Regions from separate parts of the Salmo salar genome. Here region 1 is linked to region 2. The links are chromatin contacts, called in public Hi-C maps. All regions are on one chromosome and are shown on one strand. The core of a region is the stretch at or near the end of the contact, and the rest is flanking DNA. Distances in the headings are between cores, read along the strand shown. Region 1 holds the start of LOC106586272 (glypican-6). Region 2 overlaps LOC106586272 (glypican-6).

Region 1 (4,919 bases), core at 1,830-4,329, 110 kb before region 2:
CAGCGCCCCTCTGTCTCTCAACGTGTAGGTCATCTATCTGATGCTGTCTGGTCCAAACAAGTATGACATTTTTGCTGCCCGTAGTATTGAATGCAAGGGAAGTAAGCGAGCATTTGGACTCCGTTGATAAAAAAGTATAACAAATTTGCCAATCAGCGTTGAGCTAAACTGAGCAAGCTCAACTGTGAATAGTCCTGGCGCACCAAAAAAAGTGTAAAGGGAAGCCAGTTTGGATTTTGGCGTAACTCTGAACAAATCACATTGAGAACATACGTCATTGACAGAAACAACTTGAAATGTTGCATCTCGTTGTGTTGTTGTCCTACGGTGGCTAGCTAGCTAGCTAAAATTGGCCCTTTCCTAAATTAGCCATGGATGGAGATAGGGATTTGGACTTGTGGTTTTACTTAATTCTCTGTACTGGCCAATGATTATAATGGCGATTCTGATCCAGCCATTAATTTGTACATTGTTGTGCCCCTGGCCTGAGAGGATGGAAGTTCAATACATGAACTCAGCAAAAAAAGAAACGTCCCTGTTTTAGGACCCTGTCTTTCAAAGATAATTCATAAAAATCCAAATAACTTCACAGACCTTCATTGCAAAGGGTTTAAACACTGTTTCCCATGTTTGTTCAATGACTCATAAACAATTAACGCTGTGCGTTACAGGGAAGACATCCTCCTCCCTCATGTGGTACCCTTCCTGCAGGCTCATCCTGACATGACCCTCTAGCATGACAATGCCACCAGCCATACTGCTCGTCCTGTGCATGATTTCCTGCAAGACAGGAATGTCAGTGTTCTGCCAGGGCCAGCGAAGACCCCGGATCTCAATACTAGATGCACTGCAGTAGTTAATGCAGCTGGTGGCCACACCAGATACTGACTGTTACTTTTGATTTTGACCCCCCCTTTGTTCAGGGACACATTATTCAATTTCTGTTAGTCACATGTCTTTGGAACTTGTTCAGTTTATGTCCCAGTTGTTGAATCTTGTTATGTTCATAAAAATATTCACAAGTTAAGTTTGCAGAAAATAAATGCAGTTGACAGTGAGAGGACGTTTCTCTTTTTTGCTGAGTTTAGCTAGATATAGAAGGCTAAAGTTAACTAGCTAACATTACCTATGAATGGAGGTTTTATATATATATTAACCTTTATTTAACTAGGCAACTACCTTTATTTAACTAGGCAAGTCAGTTAAGAACAAATTCTTATTTACAATGACGGCCTACATCGACCTAACCCGGACAACGCTGGGCCAATTGTGCTTCACCCTATGGAACTCCCAATCACAGCCGGTTGTGAAACAGCCTGGAAGTTAGGCTTGCGAGGAAGCAATTTAGCCTGGTAGCCTAAGACAACAAAACATGTAAGCGTGTACTGTATGACAAAGTGACCTTTTCATCAACATGAAAGAGCGGAGTATGGCATTGGGTGAGTCAACATAGTTTTCTACTTGCACGAACACGCACACACACACATAGAGAAATCAGAACCATGGACAGCCACATCATGTTTAGCTTACGTTGATTGGACTACATATTTGTTGCCATTTTTAGTTGTCACTGTATTAGACTAAGCAGAGTTGATTTGATGATGTTGAAATGTTGAAGTTGAAATGGTGCTGTAATAGTGGAGGCAGCTCCTGTTCTCTTTGCGACTTGCGGTAACTCTCTGGTGTTTTAAAACAATTGTTGTTAAGTGGTCCGAAGGTCGCCTATGCATTAACAGGTTATAGAGCAAACAACGCAGTTAATATGGCTTTTTTTCTGGCTTCCCCAGTGTATTTACCCATGCACCACTGCTGTTTGCCAACTGTTCTAAGATGAATCATGCAAATCCTGCTGAAAATAAAAGAACTCAAATTGTAATAATTGTAATGGTCTTATACCCAATGGGTTTAATGGCCCACAAACACTATGCATATGTTTATGAACATAGATTGGGGTCTATTAATTGAGTAGCATTTAGATAACTGGTCAGTAGTTTAATCAGATTTCAACCAAAAACCAGATCAACCAAAATAAGAGATCTTTGAAAAATACATCTTAATCTGGTTGTGATTTAGTTATATGACGTCCCGACCAGATTTCAACCAGAAAAATATGTCTTTATTACATTGTATGCCCACTGAGTCTTTTCCAGTTTTCGGTTCTGTTCCCCGAACCGGTTCCAACACCTGCATGTGACCAAATCGGATTTGTGTGTGTTCAGACAGCAGTCATTTGCTGACATGGCTATGCTAGTTGTCATAGTAATGGCGGGTGTGTGAGCAATGGTGTAAGCTGACTGCACTGTTGCTTAAGGACCTGTAAGTAAGCATTTCACGGTAAGGTCTACACATGTTGTATTCGGCGCATGTGACAATAACGTTTGATTTGATTTGCTTTGATTGGTGGTGGTGCTCATGCTTCCTATCACTCTGGAGTTACTTAGCAAGGTAAGGGTACAACAATGCCTGTCATGGACGTTTCCCAGTTTCTTTGAATGTTCAACATTATAGTGTAAGAACACTTTTAAAGCCTCAAAAGATAAGATGATCCAACTTTCAAAATTAGTCAATTTTGTCTAGCCGCAGCAGTCAACTAGCTAGCCAGGTAGCTGTTTAGCTCTCTAGCACATTCACTAATTTGTTTGTAAACCATTAACAAGTAAATTAGCTACCACATGTTCTTGTCAAAACTGTCAACTGAGTAGCTAGCAAGCAACACGATATGCCAAATAATAGTCTAAAAAGGTGGTTTGAAATGTTGCTTGAAATATCTGATTTCATGTGCTTTTTGGCTGTTCAGACTGCAGGAAAAACAACAGATTCAAATCAGATATGCAAATAAATGTGAGTCACTTCAAACTGCCAATGTTAACAAAGATTAACAGAGGTGGAAGTGAATCATTCACCACCAACCCTCGCCTTGTATAACTGTGTTATTGCAGCCATGATGATAATCCACTGTTGATCTACCCTGGACTAAACCGCTTTAAAATCAATAAAGCACTGAACGGTTCAATAATGGTCTCCACACAACACAGCCCAATATACCAGTACCACATAGGGATACTTCATCTCATTTGACTCTCACTCACACCACAGCTGTAAAGAGGTTAGTTATTCCAGAGGTTTTCTTTCTGATAATCAATGTCAGGTTTGACTAAAAACCTTCTCTGACAATATACTCCACTCCGTGTTTTCGCGCCCGCTCTGTGCATCTGAGCACATAGCGGTCTCCTCTCCAGTCCTCAGCTTTTCGACTTTCTACAGTAATGTATCCTCCCCGACGTCGCTTTCTGAGTGAAGTTGAGTGAACACGTTGAGGAGCCCGCTCTCTGCTGAATCCATGTGGCTTTGTGGCTTTACCTGGACTCACTACACACATTCTCTTCTCTGCGGCAACGCGGGTGGCAAAATAAACAGACGTTGATTGAGAAAGAAGTGTTGATGCACAGTTGTAGAAAAGTGTCAACCACTAAACGTTGAGTTGTTAGAGGCTACCTGCGTATGCACTGCAGTGGACTTCCTCTCTAAACTGGAATCAGCAGAGGATAAAAGAAGGATTAATCACAGAAGTGCACGATGCTGAGATACCAGACCGTCCTTTGGACTTTCTCATTGCTGTCTGTTGCAGCAGGATCCGATTTTAAAGCACGTAACTGCAGTGGGGTTAAAGAAGCTTCTATTGCAAAAGGCTTCAGCTTTGAAAATGTTCCTCTCCAACAAATGTCAGGTAAGAACGGAATGATTTGAGTGCTACCTATCAATACGTAGGCTAGGCTATGTAAACTATTCAACACAGTCCATGGTTGCAAAGTGAGTCATATTATTGCATAATAAACCATATCATCTGGATAATAATTTTCTTTATGAGCGAAAATCATATACTGTATTATTAAAATGGTAAAGTTTAACTACCGACACTGACTGCTATGGGAGTAATTTACACTGATCAAGTAAAGGTGAAAGAACATTTTGAAAACAGGTGCCTTTACACTACGAAGCACATTGATGTTATTGAGGGATATAACTGTTCATTATGATAATGCACAGATATATATGTGAAAGTAGCCTTTATGAAAGTACTGTCGTTGTTCTGCGTGGAAGGCAGACTCAGATGAAGGCTATACTCACCTGTCATCCATAAAGTTGGGGTTGCTTTTTATTTATGAAGGACAAGTATTATAATATAAATGTAGCCTAATAATAATAAAAAAGTTATTCTATTTTCTAAATAATAATAATTAGCCTAGAACAACTTAACACACACTGTTTTAACACTGTCCTTATCTAGGTTACTTCAACAGGATGGCAGTAAATCATTTTTTATGACCATCCAACAATACCACCCCTCATAAATCAAACTCTTTAGCAATTTAAACTCAAAGTAGTCTAATTATGCAGATATATCACAATAGCCAAGTGTATAACATTCCCATTCTCTATGCTTTCGTTCATTGGTTAAAAGTTCATCCTAAATATATCCACTACACTAAAATAGAATATAAGTAGTCCTTGACATATTGCTATTTTAATATTTGACTGAATAAAGTGATTTCTTTATTTCTCTAACATGCTGCATAATATGTAAATGACAGCAGCAGAATAATCCTGGTGGCACTAGATTTGCTGGTGTGTCCAGTAGAGGTCTCTGTGTCTGCTATGAGCCTCTGTGTCAAACTAATGCATCATCAGGCATGCACTGGATTGATTTCTGTCCTGTTGATAAAGTGACAATGACGCTGTCATGTAACGATCCCTCAAGTCAGTGCAATTCAATTTCCATCCAATATCCATTCCACTTCACATATGTGTCAACCATAGGTTAATGCTGGCATGATGCTATTATTATAGTTTTTGTAAGATGTATGTAAATATTATGATAACCAGCTGGTCTTCATATTTATATGGACTTTCCCTACTTC
Region 2 (4,844 bases), core at 2,327-4,826:
ATCGTTCCTTCATCCTAACTAATGGTGTTGCCATTAAGGCCCTGCTCCTCTTCATATCTGTCAATACATTAATGAGATACATTTGGCCCCATCACACCCGGGCCTTTGCAGGCTTCCCCGGAGAGCCGGGCCAGCCGGGGAAGAGCAGGTCCCCGATTGCTCTGTTCTTCTGAACAGCATGGAGCTTCCCTTTAATCATCTCCTCTCGCTCCACCACTTCTCCAGTCCTAGCCTAGGGCAAATCACTAGCACAAACTTAGAACCATTTCATCAATGTTCTGTTATTTTGCCCCACCAAGGCATCCCTGTTTGATAAATTGAGCGCACCATGATCAAGTGTATTGCTTAACTGCTAGTCGTTGAGGGACTGATTCCAGGGTATGTAAAAAGGGGTTACCCTGATTACGGCACGCTGGGACAATTTGACTGCGTGTAAAAGGCTGTTATAACAACAACTAATTGAAAGAAGCCACTTATTGTTGGACCTTCTTCAACCCCTTCGTTAGTATACTGTACTCCCACTGGAATCTGCATGCAAGAGTTAGTAAAAGGTTAAAGATCTCACAACTACTGCACAGTGACATACTGTATGCTAATGCAGTATGTTTGGTGCTATATTTCAGAGCACTAAAATACTGTATTTCTTGAATTAGTTGAACATGGTACGCTATAACACACTTACTCCTCCTTGTAAAGCATTGGTTTCTTCAGGTATTTGGTCTTGCCCTGTCCTCTCAATGTTACTATCTATCCATGGGGGTTTCAATTAGAAATGAGAGAAAAGTGGACTGATTTGCCTGTGATGGAACTTGACCAAATTATCCCTCTGAGAGAGAATCCATTAACAGGTAATTATGCGTCCCCTGAAACAACACTATTATACTATTTAAGGACCTAGAGAAGTTAGAGCTAAGATAAAATCCCAGACAGGTAACGTATAGTACATGAAATGATGTGCATGTTGAAGGATTTCTCTCATACAGTAATACTGTTGTGTTGAATTGTGTAAAACAGAACTACATAATAGCTACAATTCAATATATATTTGGGAAAGAGTCAAAACAGCAGTTTATTGTCCACATAAACAACATATGACACCAACCATAACTGTTTGTTTGTTCTACTGTACGTGAAGCTGCACTGGATCAAGATTGAAGTCTCTCATCATTATGCACTAGCACTACAAGAAGAATTCCCAAGTAAAAGTACTGTAGATATGAATATTGTTTCATCATTGCTCTATGTACGTGTTATTCCCTTGTCTAATATGAGGATTGAACATTTCAAACACTTGATATATGGGGAGCCTTCTGAGTGGTGATAAATATTCATTGCCATTGTTCCCGTAGCCTTGCTTGCATCTGTCATTCCTTCAATCTCTGCCAGCCATAACGCTGGGGAAGATCCTGCTACATTTCTCTCACTGTTCCAAAGTTAAATCAAAGCAACCTGAAAATAATAGTCACATTTGAATGACAATAAGACTCTCACCTCGCGTCAATTATGTGCTGTGCCAGGAAACATTGTAATAACAGTCACAAAGACAGGGCTTCACAGACATATGGTGCCATCAGTCTTGGGTATTGGAATGATATACAGGCAGGACACACCACCGCTATGCTGAGATCTCTGTGTTAAATCATAGCCTTCCGCTCCGGCAGATTTAATGCAGAGACATAATCAGGACTCTAGGGAACCAAGCCAGGGCTGCATGAGGCTGGGGCTGCATGGGGCTGGGGCTGCATGGGGCTGGGGCTGCATGGGGCTGGGGCTGCATGGGGCTGGGGGTAAGGCTGGTGCTACTCGGGCTTAGGACTGCTGGGGTTAAGGGCTTGGGTTAAAGCTGCGGCTGAGGCTCGAGTTAGCTGCTGGGGCTTGGGCTGATGTTAAGGTTGGAGCTGAGGGTAGGACTTTGGCTGCTGATACTGAAGCGTGAGGCTGTGGCTGGAGCTGCAGGATGATTGGCCTCCACCTGTTCTGGCATGGATAAATAGTAATTGGCTTCCAAACGTTTATCTTGTGGCCACTGAAATATACCACAGTAGCACAGATATTTCACAGTTCGGCACTGTGACCACTTTATTCAAATTCAATATCAGAGTGCTGCTGATACATGTGACAAGTTCAGAGCGCTGCTGAAGACAACGTGACAGCTTAGTTTCTGCCAGTTGTTCACTGAAACACAGTTGCTTTGTTACTCATGGAGATATTCACTTAGAGTCTGTACAATCATGTATGGCCGTTTGCCAATGCCATCAGGGTTTGTGTGTTTTGGAAGTTGCACTGCAGTAAGCTAGTTTTATAATACAAACAACACATTGAAGTTACTGTAAAGACCGACTGTGTCATTGACCTGAGTTTGAAGGAGGAACCGCTCAGGTATATCCGTCCCGTCTGTGCTTAAACTGAAAGGATTAACAGTTGTTTGATCTCTTTTAGGGGTCGCCCAATACACCGTCACAGAGGGGAAACATGTTTGTATTTGCCCTCTGTTGATTGTTATTGATTAGGGTGAAATGAGACAACACATCCATGTGCACTACACTAGCTGCTTTATGCAGTAACCCCTGTCCCCTCTCAGAGTTTAGCTTCTTCCAAGGATACACACACAATTCAACGGTCACGCCATTGTGGAAAGTCTTATTCAAAACACAATCTCAGAGTTAATTTACTTAGTATGTGTTTTTTGGGTGGGGCAATATTCTTTTTTGGAGATTTTTAATATGCAGAGTGGGTTTTGGGACAGATGGTGTGTCGTGGTTGAGAGGCTGTGCTGTTTATGAGGAGACCCAGGCCCAGGAGGAAGGGTTTATGAGGTGTTAGACACCAGTGATTAAATAGCCGTGTCGAGGGACAAACACCCACAGGGGCTCACTCCACCGCCACCATTCACCACACTGGAGCTGGGGAACAGGGACATCTGCAGTCTTTAAAAACATAAAGGATAGGTAAATAGTGTTATTTAAGATCAAAATCAAATCAAATTGTATTTGTCACATGCGCCGAATACAACCGTGAAATGCTTATTTACTAGCCCTTTTCCAACAATGCAGAGTTAAAATGTGAGAAAAAATAGCAACAAAAAAAAGGAAATAGTAACACAATAAAATGACAATAGCGAGGCTACATACAGGGAGTACCGGTACCGAGTCAATGTGCAGGGGTACGAGGAAGTTGAGGTAATTGAGGTAATATGTACATGTAGGTAGGGGAAAAGTGACTGGGCAATCAGGATAGACAAGCAGCAGCATGTGTGAAGAATGTGAAGGAGTGTGAAAAGATTGTATGGATTCCACGTTTGTTGAATAAATGACAGCAGTGACAGATACCCGTAACAGACGTTTTACCAACCTTGACAAAGGACGGGAATGTCTAATTCACCCACTGTCCCAGGTGTGAATCAGTCTCTACTCAGAGGGTTAGAATGAAAACCAGCAGTGTTGCCCAATGGAGTAGCCTAGGGTCTGGATCTACTGTAGCAGACTGAAATATCCCTGTTGCCGTGGACTCCGACGAGAGAAGAGTGTCTGGTGTCAGGGTCATCCATTCCACCTCACTGTTGGTCAGAGTCAGACGTATGGAGTATGGCAGGGGTTTGCTGCAGGGAGCAGACTCCTTGAGCTCTGTACTGTAATTGAGATGCAGCTAGAATACAGCATTCATATCAAATGAAAACCTATTTTAAAAGCAGGCAGTAGTGACTGTTGCCAGGGAAAATAGGTTGATCATGGAGCCCCTTGTGGTTTGTGTGGCCAGACCTTCTGTACAGGCTATGATTAGACTGAGCTCAGCCTGCACTCATTTAGCAGAGACTTGTGACTGAAGGATACTTTTTATATGCGGCAGCGATGACATCCTTTGTTATTCATTCAGAAACCCATAATTAACAGTTGATTAATCATCATAATGGACTTTGTAAGTGACATAGAACATCTGTACCTTTTTAAAACTATATTTTCCAAATCCACATTAACGACGCTCTGAGGAAGTGACACCTTGCCTTATTAAAAAAAAACGGAATGAAAATATGTTTAATGAAAGCAGTGCTGAATCAAGTTAGGGCATTCCCCTTTTTATATGCAGTGTCTCACCTCTGCAGTCTGACAGCCAGCGGAAGTTGATATTAGTCACCTTGGTGCTCATCCCGTAGTAAGTTGATAGAGTTTGGTTTCCGGCCCCAGGCAGCATTGTAGAACAGCCAGGAGGTTGACTTTGGCTTGAAAGCCGGTAACACGTCAGTTTTTGATCTGGAGATTGGCAAGGGCAACACAGATAGAAGGACAGAGAGACGAGAGAAAAAAAGTGATATGGCAAGGGTCATTTTATCAATGCACAAAGGTTTGTTTTTTTACTACAAATAAAGGCATATAATTATCTGCATAAAATATTTGCTTATAGGATATAAAATGCATTTACTCTTGTAGCCTAGGTAGATGACAATCATCTGTAAATACTCTGCCCATGTATTTATCTATGCGGAACTACCCAATTATTTCCCACAATGAGCAAATATAGTGTGCATGGTAAGTTTGCTTTGGAATGAACTGCTTTGAATTTGAAGGCACTTTAGTTGATCTGAGTTTAAAAGTAAAGTCATGATGTCCGCTGTATGACAGGTAGTGTGTGTGTAATTTACGGCGGCATTAGCACATAACTAATGATGTTTACAGCTGGATTAATCCCCAGTACTGCCTTTTATATCCATCAGTTAGACCCGCTGGTTTCCCATTGGTAATCCCCTTGCAGACAGCTGCAGACAGAGGGGGGAGAGAGAGAGGGAGGGGAGAGAAAGTGAGAAAGAGAGGTGGAAAGGGAGAAATCGAAAGAGAGAGACAGGGAGAGAG

The links. A called contact is a pair of places that touch in the nucleus more often than the background predicts.
Region 1: a contact with region 2 is called in a Hi-C map of muscle, with 7 times the contacts expected there. The contact joins the promoter of LOC106586272 here to the enhancer-like site in region 2. A contact is called at or near these places in 2 of 3 Hi-C or Micro-C datasets (gill and muscle).

What each region holds. Positions count from the first base shown.
Region 1 is chrssa25:16,629,272-16,634,190 of Ssal_v3.1, reverse strand. It overlaps LOC106586272 (glypican-6), which reads left to right and starts at 3,079. Exons shown (of 9, transcript XM_014173395.2): 1 at 3,079-3,727. The coding sequence starts at 3,577.
Region 2 is chrssa25:16,523,778-16,528,621 of Ssal_v3.1, reverse strand. All of the region lies in intron 6 of LOC106586272 (glypican-6), which reads left to right. Among protein-coding and RNA genes, the nearest start is that of dct, 30 kb to the right of the region's middle. Within about 2 kb of position 3,576, at least 1 of the 13 cell types and tissues checked has an H3K27ac peak or open chromatin away from gene starts, as enhancers often do. A contact at or near this core is called in muscle, where this site is marked.